4 separate regions of the Mus musculus genome follow, and all the other regions are linked to region 1. The links are chromatin contacts, called in public Hi-C maps. All regions are on one chromosome and are shown on one strand. The core of a region is the stretch at or near the end of the contact, and the rest is flanking DNA. Distances in the headings are between cores, read along the strand shown.

The links. A called contact is a pair of places that touch in the nucleus more often than the background predicts.
Region 2: a Hi-C map of uterus shows a contact between it and region 1. The contact joins two enhancer-like sites. A contact is called at or near these places in 3 of 39 promoter capture datasets (the 3T3-L1 cell line, HPC-7-derived erythroid cells and pre-B cells), 1 of 15 datasets of contacts at CTCF or cohesin (the NIH/3T3 cell line), 2 of 484 Hi-C or Micro-C datasets (brown adipocytes and uterus) and 2 of 115 datasets of contacts at active chromatin or transcription factors (VIP interneurons and embryonic stem cells).
Region 3: a contact with region 1 is called in a Hi-C map of uterus, with 3 times the contacts expected there. The contact joins two enhancer-like sites. A contact is called at or near these places in 1 of 15 datasets of contacts at CTCF or cohesin (the NIH/3T3 cell line), 9 of 484 Hi-C or Micro-C datasets (the CH12 cell line, Th1 cells, bone marrow-derived macrophages and 3 more), 4 of 115 datasets of contacts at active chromatin or transcription factors (SST interneurons, embryonic basal ganglia, embryonic stem cells and 1 more) and 1 of 9 other capture datasets (embryonic stem cells).
Region 4: a Hi-C map of Sertoli cells shows a contact between it and region 1, with 4 times the contacts expected there. The contact joins two enhancer-like sites. A contact is called at or near these places in 1 of 484 Hi-C or Micro-C datasets (Sertoli cells) and 1 of 9 other capture datasets (pancreatic islet).

What each region holds. Positions count from the first base shown.
Region 1 is chr13:46,005,187-46,009,444 of GRCm38.p6, forward strand. No RefSeq gene overlaps it. Among named protein-coding and RNA genes, the nearest start is that of Gm34991, 14 kb to the right of the region's middle. Within about 2 kb of position 1,760, at least 114 of the 459 cell types and tissues checked have an H3K27ac peak or open chromatin away from gene starts, as enhancers often do. A contact at or near this core is called in SST interneurons, Sertoli cells, VIP interneurons and 2 more, where this site is marked.
Region 2 is chr13:46,178,607-46,182,864 of GRCm38.p6, forward strand. No RefSeq gene overlaps it. Among named protein-coding and RNA genes, the nearest start is that of Stmnd1, 93 kb to the right of the region's middle. Within about 2 kb of position 2,380, at least 78 of the 459 cell types and tissues checked have an H3K27ac peak or open chromatin away from gene starts, as enhancers often do. A contact at or near this core is called in VIP interneurons and uterus, where this site is marked.
Region 3 is chr13:46,159,403-46,163,660 of GRCm38.p6, forward strand. No RefSeq gene overlaps it. Among named protein-coding and RNA genes, the nearest start is that of Gm45949, 100 kb to the left of the region's middle. Within about 2 kb of position 2,094, at least 78 of the 459 cell types and tissues checked have an H3K27ac peak or open chromatin away from gene starts, as enhancers often do. A contact at or near this core is called in SST interneurons, forebrain and uterus, where this site is marked.
Region 4 is chr13:45,865,166-45,869,423 of GRCm38.p6, forward strand. The region is part of intron 2 of Atxn1 (ataxin 1); the gene reads right to left. Among named protein-coding and RNA genes, the nearest start is that of Atxn1, 98 kb to the right of the region's middle. Within about 2 kb of position 1,901, at least 38 of the 459 cell types and tissues checked have an H3K27ac peak or open chromatin away from gene starts, as enhancers often do. A contact at or near this core is called in Sertoli cells, where this site is marked.

The sequences.
Region 1 (4,258 bases), core at 510-3,009:
GGTGGGGGGTGGGAGGGGGGAAGAAGAGAGAGAAAGGCTAGTTTGCCAAAGAAGATGTGATGATGGATCAGCCCATGTTGTGGCCCATGTTGTGCATAAAGCCAAGAACAGTATCACACTTCAGGGACACCATTCCATAGTCAACCTTCCACGGGTTCCCTCCCTTTCTCAGGCAACTTTCTATAGTGATTGTATTCCATAAAGCAGGAGCCACAGGGCCAGAACATGGGATGGGAAATGAGCGATGGGCTTCACCAGATTCCCTGTCAACAGAAAGGAAGCAAGGGTGGGGAGTGGGGAGACTGAGGAAGAAGATGTCATTAAAATCTCAAAGATCAAGTGAACGACGACTGGATGTTCTCTGGGCAGTAAGTCAGATGTTCCCTGTCTGTTTTTCAAATGAGTCTTTCAGACAAATCTTGAATGTTCCATTTTAGACTCAAATATGAGTTAAACTATAATTGCCCTTTTCCTTCATATTTGATAGCAGGCCAAACTACTACTGCTGTTACTATTATTGTTACAGGGCTGGGGGTTGAGCTGACGGCTTTGCATGTGCTAAGGCATACACTCTACCACTTAGCTACCCTCATCCCAGGCCTAGTGGATCGAGAAGGCAGGGACTATCATACTACACATGTCCTAAGGGGAAACCCGGCAGGCCGTCTTGTCTTCCCCTCAAGCTCGTACAGACAAATACTTCACCCTAGGAAGAGTCATATCAGATGGCGGATGCTGAGAACTGTACCTATTCTAAATTCAGAGCAGCTGCTCCAGGGAAGACTCACTTAAAAGCCGATTTACAAGTTCAGATAATTTCCCTTGATCCAAAGCCAGCTTCCTTTTAAGGTGGGCAGCCCTGAAGCTAGGGAGAAAAGGGTTCTCGGGGGTGGGGCTGGGGGTGGGGGCTCATCACGTCCTACAGTGTCAAGGTCACACATCATTTCCAGTATTTCTGCCCTCTTCCTCACTCCTTCCTTTCCTCGCTCCCCCTGCAGCCATGCGGGTTTTAAAAGCAAGATGTAGTAAGCTGAGCAGGAGCCAGGCTTTGCTAAAGCTGTGCGTGGGAGCCAGGGACAAGCTTGGCCACGGAAGGCTGATCTGGAATTTGGCTCTGAGTCCTCCCCACTTTGCCCTGGAAAGAGCACTCTCTAGGACTGCCCCTGGGAGCTCAGCCTGCAGCCTCTCCTTCACTTTCATCACTACTTCAGAGGTTTCCACAGGGAGACAGGGCAAAGACCTGCTCTGATTGGCTGCCTTTCTCTGACTTAAGGGCCAGCTCCAGCCAATCAATAGCCTGGACTCTAGGAAGGGAAAGATGAATTGAAACAGGCAAGGCCCTGAAGGGTAGGGGTGAGAGAGAGAAAGAAAGAAAAACAATGTAACCACCATCCAGATAAAACCATGCACACAGTTCTGCAGGGACCCCACTGAGAGAACTGCTGTCTTCTACCAGCAGCCCTGCCTGCAGCCACCAAAGCACCCTCAATGTCTTGGCTTCTGGCCAAGTTCAAACCGTTTGTAAAGTAGGTCATTGAAAGTCACATTAGGCAGAGAAATCAGGGGTGGGGGTGTCAGGAAGGACCTTCAGAGCCAGAGGACAGCTTCATCCCTGCACTGGAGAGAAAAGGATACAGAACAAGGCAGCTGATGGGAGGGACTCCCTAAGTGACAGGTTGTAGCAGATCTGGTCTAGAGGAATACACAGCTGGTCAGGAGATCAATTGCTCTGCACAAGCCTCCAGCAGGACTTGGATGATAACCTTGAATGAAAATGCACTCTAAGGAAGCTGACGTCATCTTTATTCAGCTCTTTGCTCTATGTGTTCAGAGAGCCCATTTCATTAATGAGGGTTTTTTTTCTAGTGAAGCAGCTGGTTTCCTGCCCTCACCCTGAAGAATGCAATTAAAAAATACCTAGATGCATGCAAAATATGCCCTAAATAATAAAAGGAAGAAGATACATATAAAACAAATGATATACCTCCTACCTGCTCTCAGACATAAAACTCAGGCTACTCTTATTCATGCCGAAGTGGGTCAGAAAAGGAAACTCCATTTTCTTGATTACGGAGATGCAAAGACACAAGTGAAATACTTGCAAAGCACGACCTACCTACAAGTGTCCCCTGAAAGTGTCATTTGTTCTCTGTCCCCAGCCTCGTACAGCCTCTCTTCTGGTACAAACTAATCACCTTTCAAGACGACGACAAAGACGACGACTACTACTACTACTACTATTATTATTATTATTTTCTTTTTAGGAAACCACAACTAGCTCCCTCTAAAATTGTGAGCCCAGTCCCTGGGGCAGTCCTAGGCTGGAGAGGGGTGGTCCCAGGCCAGAAAGGGGCCAGATCCCTGCAGCAGTAACTGTAGCCAACTTGATGCACCCAGGAGTGGTGTGGAAAGCACAGAGTCTATCTCAAGCCTATCTCAACCTTCGACCATCCATCATATATAGTTAGCTCAACACATTGCTTTCAGGGCAGTGGGAGAAACAAAGAGGAGAAGGGAGAAAATACACCTTCACAGAATGCCTAGTAGGTATGATGTGAACTACTGTGCAGTTTTCTATTGATTTTTTTTCTTTTTTAATTTAAAACTCATAACAGCTCCTGGGATGGAAGATTTGTTCTCCACTGTCTTAAAGATAAGGAAAGAAGCTTAGAACTGTTACATAACTCACCCCAAAGCCAACAGCCAGCTCCTGGTTCTCTACTCTCTCTTGTCAGCTTTGCCTGGTGAAGTTTTTTAAAGTGTCCAGTGCAGGGCTGGGGAGGTGGCTCAGTGGGCAACATCCCTTGCCACAAAAGCATGAAGGCCCACATTGGATCCCCAGTGCCCACTTTAAATGCCAGGTGTGGAGATATGGCCATAAGCCCAGTGCTGGAAGGTTAAGACAGGAAGGTCCCTCGGGTTGCCTGGCCAGCCAGTCTAGCTGAACAGATAAGCTCCCGGTACCGATAAGTCCTGTCTTAGAAAATAAGCTGGAAACAAATAGAGGAATCACACCTGATGTCAGCCACATGCTTCCACATACACTCACACACATATATGCATACCTATACACACATATGCACATATACAAACACAACATACACATGTGCATGCACACACACATATGCATAGCTACACAATATGTACATATATGAACACAACACAGTCATGTGCAAACACACATGCACACACACACACACACCATTACCAGTCAGGTGTGTTAGTATATGCCTAGAATCCCAGCACCCAAGAGGCAGATGCAAGAGGATCACCATGAGTTTGAGGTAGCCTGCTCTATATATCAAGTTCCAGGGAGCCAGGGCTACTTACTGAGATCTCTGCTCAACACAAGCCGACACAAAACATTGCTAATACTAGGCTTTACCCATGAAGACTTTGATTCTGGTTTCTAAGCTCAGAGTATCAAAAAAGTGTTCGCTGTATTACCTGCTCTGTTGTGGATCAAGGACCTGCATAGAAGAGCTGCCAGTATTTGTGAAACAAGTGAGTGACTTCAGTCTACTTAGCTCAGTGTCCCTCGGGCCTACCTATGTGTTAGGGTCCCCTGGCCAGGGAATTAAGCAATTGGTGCCTCTCTCTGCCCCTGCTCACTGAGGTTCTGACACAGTTGGTATGGGGTGGAGCTTCATGACAGACAGCCCCGCTTGCAGAAGCTGCCCCAGCCATCCACAGGGGCGATTCCTGCCAGAACCATCTGTCCAGAGTGAGGTCAGACAGCATCTGCAGTAATCAAAGCTCCACACAGGTGATGCCGCGCAGCAGGGCTGAGAACAACCGCCTACATCGTGTCGCCTCTCTCCGAGCTTTATAAATGGGAAAGCATCACTTTCTAAAAATAATCTCGTCAACAAGGATGGGAGTGCTCAGGCGCGCACAGCAGTGCAGGCTTTTGGGGGATACATTACAGAGAAAACAATGGGGCCCGCGGTCTCCTCTTGTGATCTTAATCGGTTCCGTGCCAGCTCGTCCTTTGATTTGTGTCTGTCAAGGGCTGCTTGGAAAATGATTTATGGAACTGGTTGATGAGGCTCTTGTTTTGCAGCTCGGGGGAAAGAGAACAAAGCATCCTGTCTACCAAGCTAAGGGTTGGCTTCTAAGCTCCAAGAGCTTTCAGTGAGAAGTGCATGCGAATGCTTGAACACCTGTGGTGGACACGTCCCATTGCGGGAACAGGAGGGAGAGTGGGGACGAACACAGCAGAAGCCGCAACTCTCTGAGAGTTTCCAGAGAGCCGCGA
Region 2 (4,258 bases), core at 1,130-3,629, 170 kb after region 1:
ATTAAACTTGGAGGGAGGCTGTTGATCCCAAGAAATAGCAAATGGTGGCAGTGGTCCATCTGTGTGCACAAGTATTTGAGAAATCAATGACAGGGTTTGAAGAAATAAATAAAGACTGATGTAAAAAGAAAAGGTATACTGAAAAAAATAGGTAGGAATTATGTAAACACTGAGTCCGGATAAAGATGTTTTAAGGGCTTAAGGAAAGTATGCCACAGCCCCTCCTAGCAAGAGATATGATGATGAGCTACCAGACCCTACGCCACTGAAAGTTCTAACCTAATTTGGATCCTGTGTTGAACAACCTCCCTGTGATGATCTGGCTTCCCAGAGAGCTGTGCTAACAGAGGCAAGAAGATATTTATCAGATGAGGGCCAATGTCTGAGCCATTCAAAGTTAAGCTTCCTTCTGCTGCCAAATTATACAGTTGGATTTTATGGATTTGTTTTAATATTCTAATTAAAAATCTCCTGTCTTTGAATTAAGGCCTTTAAAGTGCCTATCTTGTGCTTTTAGGGCTCAGTGAAGTGTTTGTGGTGCAAGCAAGGGGACCTGAGTTCAGACCCCCAGCACCTATGTATAAAGCCCAATGTGGTAGTGTGTGCCCGCAACTTCAGTGCTGTGGAGCTGGAGGCAGGAGGATATATGGAGCCAACTGATCAGCCAGCCTGTTAGAATGGATTAGTTCCAGACCAGTTAGAGACCTTGCCTCAAATACAGAAGAAGGTGGAGAGTGATGGAGGAAGACATCTGCCATCTGTCCTATTGGCGGATACCCCTTCCTGCTCAATGGTCATCCTTCATATTTTGACCAATGTAGAACTTTTCATCCACAACTGAGACCTGCTGATAGGAAATGTCACCTGATCGCTTGACCATTTCCCTCTTAAATGGCTTCTGCTTCCACTCTGCCCTTGAGCCAACCCCATATCTCCTTTACAATCTATCTTCTTTCTCTAGACTCAGTCATAACATCTCTCAAGTCTTCCAAGCGCATCTGTTGGTCTCTCTTTACACAGCACTTGGTACTTTTGTCTACAAGGTCCTGGATAGGTTACTTCAGCCCCATCTTCCTGCTAGGCATAAATGAGTTCTACAAGGGCAGGCAACGTGTCTCCAACAGTACAGAGTGTACATTTGTGCCCTGCACACAAATGGAAACCTGCGGGAAGGAACGAATCAATGTATTTCTCAGTTTGTCCTGTCTATTGTTCTTATTAAGAGCTATAAATATTAGGTGGGGCTACAGAACTGATGTATAAGAAAAGAAAGGTCCATAGGATAGCTGTTGTCTTTCTTCTTATCTTCACGCTTGCCTGACTACCCATACTCAAATCCATACCAGTGAGGGCAGGATAGAAACAGGGAAACAGCGGGGCTTCTGATGCCTTGGAGACTTCAAAGGATTCCAACAAGGTCTTTCTTAGAGTCTGGGCCAGGTGGGGGAAACATGGAGAGTTGGGGAGTACATTGGAGAGGATGAGGCAGCTCCTCAAAGTTCACCAGGAAAGCTGTGGCTTGGCAGAGGTAACAAGTGTGCAGAGGGAAGGTGGTGGGAAAAGATGAAGGCTCTGGCCAAGAGAAGGCCAGCCTTCCTGTTGGTTGAGACTCAGGCTACCAAGAACTGGCCACACAAATGTTCTAACCTGATCCATCCTTGCCTGGCTGTGTGTTTCCACAGAAGGGATAGAAGTCGGAAGCACTTCAAGGTTCTTGAATGAATAGGGGCTAAGAAGAAGTAAATTACCATTCTTATTACACGGAACTTGCTCTAGACAGAAACAGACAGTGCAATGCATAATTTCTTTAAAAAAAAAAAAAAGCTTGCTGTCACATTAGAAGCCAACTGGCTCTTAGGTCCTCTTAGGTAATTTGGCAGCTGTAGCACAGTGAATGTTGAGGAAGGTGAGTGTTTTTCCACTCTTCCAGAAGGTTGGAAGCAGAAACAGCAACACATTTTTTTTCATCAGTCTTTCCATCCTGTCCATCAAATTATGCTCTCAATTCAATGCTATACAAAAACATCCTGAGGACAGTGGAGACAGAGAACAGCATGAGCATCTGCAAGGCGAGCATCCTGAAAGGGCTGAAAGGAGGCGTGTGCAGGGTCCACGTGAATGCGTAGTCATCACAAAACGTAGCACATTAAAAAAGACTCAAAATAAACACCAGCCCATGAACTTCCTCCGTGCCTTCATTTTTACTGGCCCAAAGGGAATTTGTGTTTTAACTGCAAGATGTGCTGTCATAGCAGCTTTAGCAGAGCTGAGAGTGCCAGGAAAAGGAGGAGTTAGCTGGACGCCCTGTGCTCTGTGACAAACCAGGACATTCCGCAAGCAGTTAAAACTTATACAATAGCCACCGTCCATCAAACAGGCCAGCTATTCATGCCATCCGTTAGCACAAGGCAAGCAAGATCTGCTATTATTTGCCAGGGTTTCGGACCAAGGGCATAGCTAGAGGAAGTAGTGGCGTCTAGCCACAGACTTAGCCACAGCAAAAAGATTGGCTAATAATAGTTATGTTTATACCAGGGAGAATTGAAGCCACAGCAGAAGGGGGAAACTAGAGACATTACATTTTAGTGGAGCTAATTTTGGAAGAATGGAGCAAATGCCGGGGAAGTGAAGCAGGATAAAGCTATTGAGGAGAGAGCTGCGGAGGAAATAGAATGTGTTCAAAGGTAAATTGATGCATGGCCAGCAGCATACAAGCTACTCGGTCATAAATATCCCAGCAGAGGGAGAGAGAGCCGAGACAGATTATAAAGGGAAATCAATGGTTGGAGAAACAGAGGCATTGTAGAACACAAATTTGTGGGAGGATAGGAAAACCAGGACTGACAAGATGCTCTTTCGAGCATTGACGAATGAAAATAGAAATGCGGAAAGACAATTCCTTTGCTGAACAAATAGCTCTGTTTACACTTCCCTCCCGGTGGGGCCTGTCAGTCTGTAAATAGTCCTCACTGTGCTTCTGTGTCTGATGTCCACCTCAGTTCTCTGGATTTGCCTCAGGTTTTCTCCTGTGAGCTCTTGACGGAAGGTAGGATACTGCTTTAGCTTTAGAAGGTAAGATGGAGGGGAAGGGAGACCCACTTCAGAAAGTTACTGAAGATGTAGGTAGTGGCTACCTTGCCTGTTTTCATGCCCTCCTCGTGGGAACAAGAAACAGGAGTGGGGATTCCCAAGTTGTCAGTGACTTAAGTCCTTCTTACACACAACGGCGGGCGGGCCACGGATCTTATTAGTCGGCTTTCTGTTGTTCTAACAAAATACCTGAGATAATCAACTTTAAAAGAAGGAAAGGTTTGTTGGGGCTCTTGGTTTCCGAGTCTCCAGTTCAAGCTTACAGGGTGCATTATGGCAGAAGCGTGGAGAGAAGAGGTCTGTTTGCCTCCTGATGGCAGGAAGAAGGAAAGATGGAGGAGAAAGGGCCAGGATCCCATTATCCCCTCCAAGGGAACACGTGCAAAGTAACTAGGTTGTAGTAACCAGGGCAAATACCCTGGGTTGGGGCTTAAGGTTTCAACACAAACTTTAGGAGGACATTTGGGGTCATTGGACCCACACACTGATGGAAGGACAAGTGGGTCTGTTTGTCTGTCTTGCTGAGCCCTCAGTCACCCCTCTTGAGTAAGCAAGCTGAAGGCCAGGCCTCCTCCTGTGACTGTACACAAGGAGAAAAGGCACAAGCAGCCAACAGCATTAAGACCTGACTCCCCAGTAAGCGAGGCAAAGGGAAAACTAAAACTGGGAATTGGGAAAAGGAGAGTTGACAGCCCAGGGCCAAAGCACTGGTGAATGGCTCTAGGTAGCAGAGCAAAGGAGGGGAGTAATTATAAACTGTCTTCCAGTTCACAGAACTCAAATACTTTCACAGCAAACACACAGACTCTGTGATCCCCACCAATAGCAATAATCATCAGGTTTCAATTGGATGAAATTCAGGAATCTAGGGATCTAAGTTTGCTGGAAAACTCTCTTTTTCTTTCTTTCCTCGCCCCCCCACCCCCACCCCAGGGAGGATTTTATTTGTTTGTTTGCTTTCTCTTTTTGAGAATCTCATGCCTTAGTGTTGTGTTTGCATCGTTTCCAGCCCTCTCTCTCCATCCTCCCAACTCTTCCTATGTCCTCCCCATCCTTTCTCAGATTCATGACCTCTTCTTACTTAAGTGTCATTATTACACACACATGTACATACACACATACGTATATGCAAATGCAACCTACTGAGTCTGCTGAGCTCATACGTGTG
Region 3 (4,258 bases), core at 844-3,343, 150 kb after region 1:
AAACTGGGAAACCCTTGGAGCTTCACGACATTTATATCGCAGTACAATAAGTCATGCGAATCTGTGACCGTGCTTATGTGAACTAAACCACCAATGTGGCAGTTATGTAAATGCACACCGACACCGTAAAAGCTGTATACATGCGCAACACTTGATGATGATGTCCATCATTTCGGAGAAGTCACGACAGGAACTCACACAGCTAGCCACATCAAAGCCACAGTCGAAGACAGACTGAATCTCATCTGCACGCGCTACCTGCTTTCTTGTGCTCAGATCGCTCTTTCCCCCACTGATCAGTTCAGGGCTAAGCCTATGAAATGGTCCCACCTGTGTTCAGGGTAGACCTTCCCACCTCTGTTAATAATCAAAAACGCATCCCCCACAGACATAGCCACAGGCCAAGCTGGTCTAGATAATTCCCCATTAAGACTCTCTTCCCAGGTGATCCTAGGTTCAAGCAGATAGTTAAAACTGACCAGCACAATTTATCTTAGTGGGGGGGGGGGACTTACTGTAAACACGATGTGTGACTCGCCATTGAATCCTTTGATCCTGTGTTTAGGTTTACAGTGTGTGTTGATAGCATCGTTCTCTGGTGCTTGATTTAACCTCATGCTCTGTTCATCGTGGACCCTAAATATAAAAATCTGCTGCTAATGTTACCAGCAAGAGGTCACATGGAGTAATTGACCTGGAAATGAAATTTAAAGTGATTAAGGGCTACGGAGGTGGAAAATCGATGATGGTTATTGCTCTCCAATCAAGCATGCCCCAGTTTGCAGCTATGGTCTTGAAAAATGTGTACAAGGCGATCGAAGCTGTTTAAGGATCTGATTTGTGGAAGGCAATGGAAACTGGAAGCTGAGGGTGGTAATCCTAGCACTTGGGAGATAGAGACAAGAGGATCAGAAGTAGAGAGTCATCCTTGGGGAGTTCAAGGCCAGCCTGTACTCTCTGAACCCCTATTTCCCAAACTGGAAAACTACTCAGATGAGGTGCTGTAAGATTTGGAGGAGCCCCCAATGGCCTGGATGGAAGACCAGACAGAGCTACATTGTATCTCAGCGGCAAGACAATCGGGACCCCTTTCTGCCTTGAAACTGGACCCACCCACAATGTCGAGGTTCCAGGTGGTTTGAGCTAGTCAAGGAATGTTATTTTGTTGCTCAGTGTCAGAATGAACAGTGGGCCTCCCAGGGCTGGTGGCTCTTGGATACTCTGGGGAAGCTGATTGGGGGTAGGGGGTGGAGCTACTTGCGGAACATGATCTTTCATATGGACGATACCTCTCTGTTCTGAAAATGGAGACCTGAGAGCAGCCCCATTCACAGGGAGGTAGAGTTGGTGGCCACTTCAAGGCTTTAAGGCAAGGTGAGAGACTTCTTTAAAAGTAGTGTTGTTACAGGGCTGTAAATCAGGGCTCTTTGTGACCTGGCATGGTGAAAACCCCAGGATCTTCTAGCATAGCCTCCCAGTGTGACAATACACACACTACTGGTGGCCTGCAGGGATAGAGAGAGAGAGAGGGCAAAGGCAATCCAACTCTGCTCCCAGGTGTCCCTACCGACTTGCTACGCCAGAACAAGAAGACCATTTGGAAAGCATAGTTTCTCGATGTCTTGCTTGTCTAGATGTGTGTACACAAGTTGGCTCAATGATGTCCTGATGCTGCATTTCAAACTCAGTAACATGTGACTCTACCCTGGACCTGCACCAGGCACTATACTCTAAGGACTTTGTGTCTAGCCACACCTGTGAGGCGGGGGTTGGGGGGGGGTGGGGGGCTAGGACTATCAGTCCCATTTCATATGTGAGCAAGCTGAGGTACAGAGGGCTTAACTCATGGCTAATCAATGCCAGAGCACAGGGAGTCCAGCTGCACATGCTCATGAATACAGCCTTTTGATCAGGGTGCCTTCCCTTTGAAGTTGGCCAGCAGGTCTAAACGCTACTTTAGAAACTGCCGGTGGCATGCTTGAGCTTGCTTTTAGGGGGGTTGGCAGCCAGAACTTCACTCATCCACACTGTGCTAGCTTGCTTCCCAGCATCTGCACACTCCCTGGATGTTTACAAGTGACACGGCCACTTGAATGAGTCACTGTCAACTCCCATCGGCATTCTGCCCGCCCCCTAAATGCCCACAGGACACCATGCTAGGCTCTCAGCCACGCAAGGCTCATATTTCTCTGAGCTAGAGCTGCCTTCATTTCTTCCCTTCCCACCCATCTACAGCATTAGTCCGATCTCCCAACTTACTGCTTCATAGTGGTGCTTTGGGCTCATGAAGTCTCTTAAGTATGATCTGATCACTGTCTCTACCTTAAGCTTGGCCCATTTGCTAGGGCTTATTATGCAAAGGCCAGCGCTGTGCCCAGCTCAGAAACTCCCCGAGGATCATAGGAGTAGCATGTGTGTGGAAATCTTTCTCCACACATCGCTGATCTGAGGCATAATCTGTAAGCACGCATATACATTGCACTCAGTGGTCACATGCTCCCCCTCCCACTTCGGGAACACTGGAGCTGGGAAAAAGCAATCAGAACCTGGGCTGGGGCTCTTGGCGGAGAAGCAGAAGATTTCAGGTGAGCAGTGGATGCAAAGAGCAGAGGCAGTGACCTTTGTGATTCGCAGCGCTTTCTGTTCTGCAGCTTGCACGGCAGGGACCCTGACATCAGAAGCTCTGATGGCCCGAGGCTGTGTTGGAGAGAAAAAGAAATAAAGACAGCCTGCCCTACTTCCAGCTTGTCTAGTAATCCATGTGCAGTCGGGAACCTGGGCCGGGCAAGAGTGTGTGGATGAGCGACCTCTAGTGGCTGCTATTGGGAAGCGCTTCCCCTGTTTTGAAGGCTGCAAGATAGGTTTGTGTCCATCCTCAGCTGCGTGGTAGGAGGATTTAGATGAATATATAAACATGCAAACTTAAGGAGCTTATCCTTCGGTCTGAGGAAGTCAGAAGAACACACAGCTTCTCTACTGAGAAGTAGGAACTTCTGAGGAGGCAAAGTAGGTAACTCAGGAAGCTGAATCCAGAGGGATGGGAACTGTAGAGGACAATTGGAAGGCCACCTTGGATAGGAGAATAGCCCAAAGCAGGCAGGAGGGGAAAAGAATCCCTGATGACATGAAAAAGAGATTTCACGTGAAAAAAATCAAGTCGTCTGAGGTATATTGGGTTGCCTGTAAAATAAGCCTGGGCTGGGAAAACAGTTCTTCACAGCCTCTGTGTGTGTGTGTGTGTGTGTGTGTCTACGTGTGTGTGTCTGTCTGTCTGTCTGTATCTGTGTGTGTGTCTGTATGTCTCTGTGTGCCTGTGTGTGTCTTTGTCTGTGTGTCTCTGTGTGAATGTGTGTGTCTCTGTGTGAATGTGTGTGTGAATGTGTTTTTGTGTGTATGTCTGTGTGCCTGTGTATCTCTGTGTGTCTGCCTGTTTGTCTGTCTCTGTGTGTATGTTTTTGTCCCTGTGTCTGTGTGTCTCTGTGTGCCTGTGTGTGTGAATGTGTTTATCTGTGTGTGTATCTGTGTGTGTATGTGTGTATGTCTGTGTCTTTGTCGGTGTGTGTGTCTGTTTCTCTGTGTTCCTGTGTGTCTTTGTCTGTGTGTCTCTGTGCCCGTGTGTGTGAATGTGTTTGTCTGTGTGTGTGTGTTTATGTGTGTGTCTGTGTGTGCTTGTTTTTGTATCTGTGTGCCTGTGTGTGCTTGTTTTTGTATCTGTGTGCCTGTGTGTGTCTGTGTGTTGTTAGTGTCTCTGTGTGTGCCTGTATGTTTCTGTGTGTTGTTTGTGTGTGTTTGTGTGTCTCTGTGTGTGTCTGTGTATGTGTCTGTGTGTGTCTGTGTATTGTTTGTGTCTCTGTGTGTCTCTGTGTGTGTGTCTGTGTGTGTATTCACAAACACATGTGCTTGGTGTATGCTTACGGAGATCAGAAGAAAAATTACCAGAGTTAGTTCTTTTAGTCCTACATCGAGTCCAGGGAATTAAACTCAGGTCATCAGGCTTGGTAGCAAGAGCTTTGATCCCCAGAGCCACCTCACTTGTCCCCTTGGGCTCTTTGTGATGTACCCTTCTTGGATCTCCACTGTGGAAAACTATCTCATCTCCCAGCCTGGGTAACTCCTTTGTCCCAAATGTATGTGTGGCACATTTAGTTCCAATGCCAATAACATCAGGGGTTGTGAGCTCAACCCCACCAGGGCTGAGTAGTTAACACAGGTGAGGGAAGCAGGCTGCCAGGAGGATGCTGGTATTCCAAGGACACAA
Region 4 (4,258 bases), core at 651-3,150, 140 kb before region 1:
GCCAACAGTCCCATGGTGGTTCAAGAGTTCTATATCTAACTCTGCTTCCCATAGGGCTGCCACCAGCAAGCACGGATCTCTTTAATGACAATTACCATTTGGACCACAGCATATAGGATACAGAGCCAGAATCTGCCCTGGTTTTTTTTGTTTGTTTGTTTTTGTTTTTGTTTTTGTTTTGTTTTTTTGTTTTTTTGGTTTTTTTTTTTTGGCTTCCTAATTACTCGTTGGAAACGATGCATTTTAACTGGCACGATTTGTACTCGGAGGTAACAGGCCTTCCTGGGTACTTTGTCTTCAAGAGGCATATTGTTTTTTTCCTCCTCCAAAACCCTCCTTTCTCTTAGACAGAGCAAGTAAGCTGACGGCTCATGCACTTGCTATAGGAACACGGCCAAGAGCAGACTAGTGAGTATATTAACCATCTATGTAGCCACTAAGTTAGGACAGGTGCTGAATGGCCCCCACATTGTGACTTCTACCTGATTGCTGCCTTCCCATCTGGAAGCTCCACCCCCTGGGTGTGTGTGTGTGTATCACCCATGACGCTTCCTTGCTGTCTTCGGATGCCTGCCTTCCCACTCTCATGCATCTTTCCATGAATCATTCTTAGAAGAGATGGCCAACCATCACGGAGGTGGGGAAGGGGCACGGCGCAGCTGACCTCTAGGTCCCACTTCCTGTCACTGCCATTTTAGTCTACTTCAAATACCTACTTCCAGCACCACGTTTTCGAGGCCCAGTTCTGTTTCGGTTTCAGTGAGCCTCCTCGGTGAGTGGTGCCACAAAAGACCATTTTCCCAGCCTTTGTTCTTACACAGAGAAGGGATGGCACACCGATTTGGTGGACACCAAACTCTTCCCGTTGTTCTCAAAATTCCAGACAAGCAAGCTTAGGTCAGCGAAACATATTAAACTATCAGGACTGGGCTATCCTAACTCTGTCCGTTTACTGCCCAATTTTATACCAGTATTTTAGGTACCTTGAACTCACTCCTTACCCCTAGATACTCCAGACTACCCCAGACTAAATGGGGCCAGGGGCTGGTTATAATTCCTAACCAAGAAGGGGAGAGCTATAGGACCATTAATAATGCAATGGCAGCCGCTAAGAGGGGACCCTGGCAGCATAGTGTCTATGGATCCAGTCAGGCCGGTCCTCAGACCATCATGTCACTGAATGATGCAATCTGGATATACCAAAGTCACTCCATCTGCTCCTCCCGAGTCTCCCAAATCCTGTCATCTCTATTTCCAGGTTTTACCATCTCAATATTTCCCCTTTCCTGACAACTCATATGTTCCTCGGTCACCTCTCCACAATGCCGCCATACCTGGCTCTAGGAAGGTCCAACCTCTGTGTAACAACACTTCTTTACAACGCTCCTTTATTTTTGCCTTTTCTATGGTTCCCATTACTTGAGGTCAACCCTGGTCTGCAGATATTGACGGAAAAATTCCAGAAAGAAGCAACTCAAGTTCCAATTGGCACACCATTTCCAGGAGTGGAATTAAACGTCACACTCGCTGTCCCACTCTGCACAGAGTACAATAGTGGTGATGCTGGTGATTTGGATAAGCCAAAGAGGAAAAAGTGGCAAACGGGGAAACTTCTCAAACTCATAAAGAAAGAAAACCATATGCTGAGGTTGCTCAGATCCACAGAACAGGAAGAGACCCTGAGAGAGTGAGTCATGTAACATCTTTAAAGGGTTTTATTATAGCTGTTCTATGTTACCAGTAGCTACAGTTGCTAGTGCCTTCCAGTGCATGACTTCTAAATTAAACTTCACTGGACAGATAATACAGATGAAAAAAATCAGGAGAGTAAGACTTGATGCTCTGTTGTCTCAGGCTGGAGGTCTTGGAATGTGTCCGTAGCTGATAAATATTGACAACTGTATATCTCAAGCTGAGACCGTAGATAACACTTGGACCATGGTGTGCTGTTCAAATGATCACGGCATGGGAAAGGGGTTCAGTCCCAAACACTTAAAGAAAAATGTCCCACCCAGCAGTGCCAAATTGCGAGGATGTATTTCCAGACTGCTTGAAAGGCCACATATTTAAAACAAGATTAAAAGTCAAGCTAAATAAAATAAAATGACTTGGGATAATTTTTAGGCAGTTATGAAAACAGAAACAAATGTTATTTTTAATTTTTGGCTCGTCGGAAACCGACAAGATATGAATATGAATCTGATCAAGCAGACGCATAACTGCTGTGGCTCACCACGGCCACGTGCCAGCAACTCCACTTTGTGCTCCGTGCCAAGGTTACACGTGGAACGTATCATCTCCCTCCCAAACTGTCCTCATTAAAGTCAATTTACTGTAGCTGATTCTTGAGGGGGGTGACATCATCATGACTCACAGAAGCATAGTAAATAACCCTTTCCCCGTGAGCTGTCACAAACGTCCTTGTGAAGTTTTTACACATCTCCTTGGGAAATGAGACACACTGTCTGTGGGTTTCTAAGAAAGTGAATGCGCCAAGTCGCTTCACGAACACACAAAGCACTGGGGATATATTCTATCAGCTACTTGTCCACAGGAAGGGGGTGTGCTATGAGTGAGGGGTGTGCTATAAGTGGGATATGTTATAAATGAGGGGTGCTTTGAATGCAGGGCATACTATAAATGGGGGTGTGATATGAATGAGGGGTGATATGGTGGTATGAATGGGGTCTTTAATGAATCTGTACTCCAGCCAGAAAGTACACACAGAGTGACATGATTTCTCTGCAATCCAGAGAACAAGAGAAAGACAGGGGTGGGGGGGGGGGTGGAAACACACAGGGGAAACATGATGTGCAAGAGAGCCTCAGATTGCTCTATGAAGAAAATGGGTCCAAAGAAGCACAAGGAGGGGAATGCTGAACTCTTTCTGTCCCCCAAGCAAAACTAACCAGTTTGTTTCTAGAATTAACATTTATTGAGCAACTATTCTGTATTGCAAGGCCCATAGGTGCTGTTTCTGGGCTCCCAAACAAACCTGTAACGATTGCCCAGTTAGGACTGATTGAAAAGAGATCCATAGTCTATTAACTTTCCCACAGGTCTTTAGTTATTAACAGACTTCAGTTATTAATTAGCATTCGTCCCCTTTGTATCAATAAGAGTTAATCACAGAGAGATGACGCTGTTATAAATGAACCATCAGAAGACAAAACCGCTAGATTCTAAATATGAACATGCCTTAGCATGACAGGGGCTGGCATCTACCAAGACTTAAATCTTACAGAGAGAAAAACACAATATCAAGAACAGATGTATATGTCTAGTTGGTCACCAATGTCGGCATTACACACCAGTTTTAAGTTATTAAAATGCAGTTCTGCTTTAAAATAGGGATTCGTGAGCCAGCTAGAGGGCTCAGCAAGTAAAGGCCAAGAATGATGACCTAAGTTTGATCACAGAAGCCACAGGGTGGAAGAAAAGCAACTGCCACAGGCGGTCCTCTGACCTCTGAGCATACTGTGGCATATCCAAGCCCCAACGCCACGTATACAAGCACATACACATATATATGTGTGCACATACACACACAAACACATACATGCAACTATATGCAAGCATACACACAAATAAATGCAACATATTTTAGAACAACAATATGTATTTATGTTTCTACAGCAGTATATCTTGAATGTTGTACAAAGGCTTTCACGCAAAATAAGTAAGAGAAGAGTGCCCATGACATATAAAAGTCCTAGGGTTAGAGGTACAACCCGGTGGTAGTTTGCACTCAACATCCAAAGTTTACTCCTTTGACCTATCAGTCCCAAAAACTAGCCCCACCCTTGACCTACTTAAAGTGGCTTTTGGGGTTCAGAAATCGGACTTTTTCAACAAGCCACTTCCTCGCCACCAAGTGAGGATGAAACTGTCCAAGTGCTGGAGTCGGGTGACCTACTGCAGTGGTTCTCAACCTGTGGGTCGCGACCCCTTTGGCAACCTGCCAGCTCCAAAAAAAATATTTACGTTACAATTTGTGGCAGTAGCAAATTTACAGTTATGAGGCGGCAATGAAAACAATATCATGGCTGGGGGGGTCAACACCACATGAGAACTGTGTTAGAGGGCCTCAGCCCTGCAAAGGTTGAGAAGCACTGCCTGATGTAGCTTCTCCACCTCTTCCCCTCTGCCTCTTGCCTTCTCCCTTACTGAAATGTTTTGGTCGATTGAACCACTTACTTTCATCATCCCGCAAGTATCTTCTGTCGTTCTATATCAACTACTTAAAGTATCCTTCGGA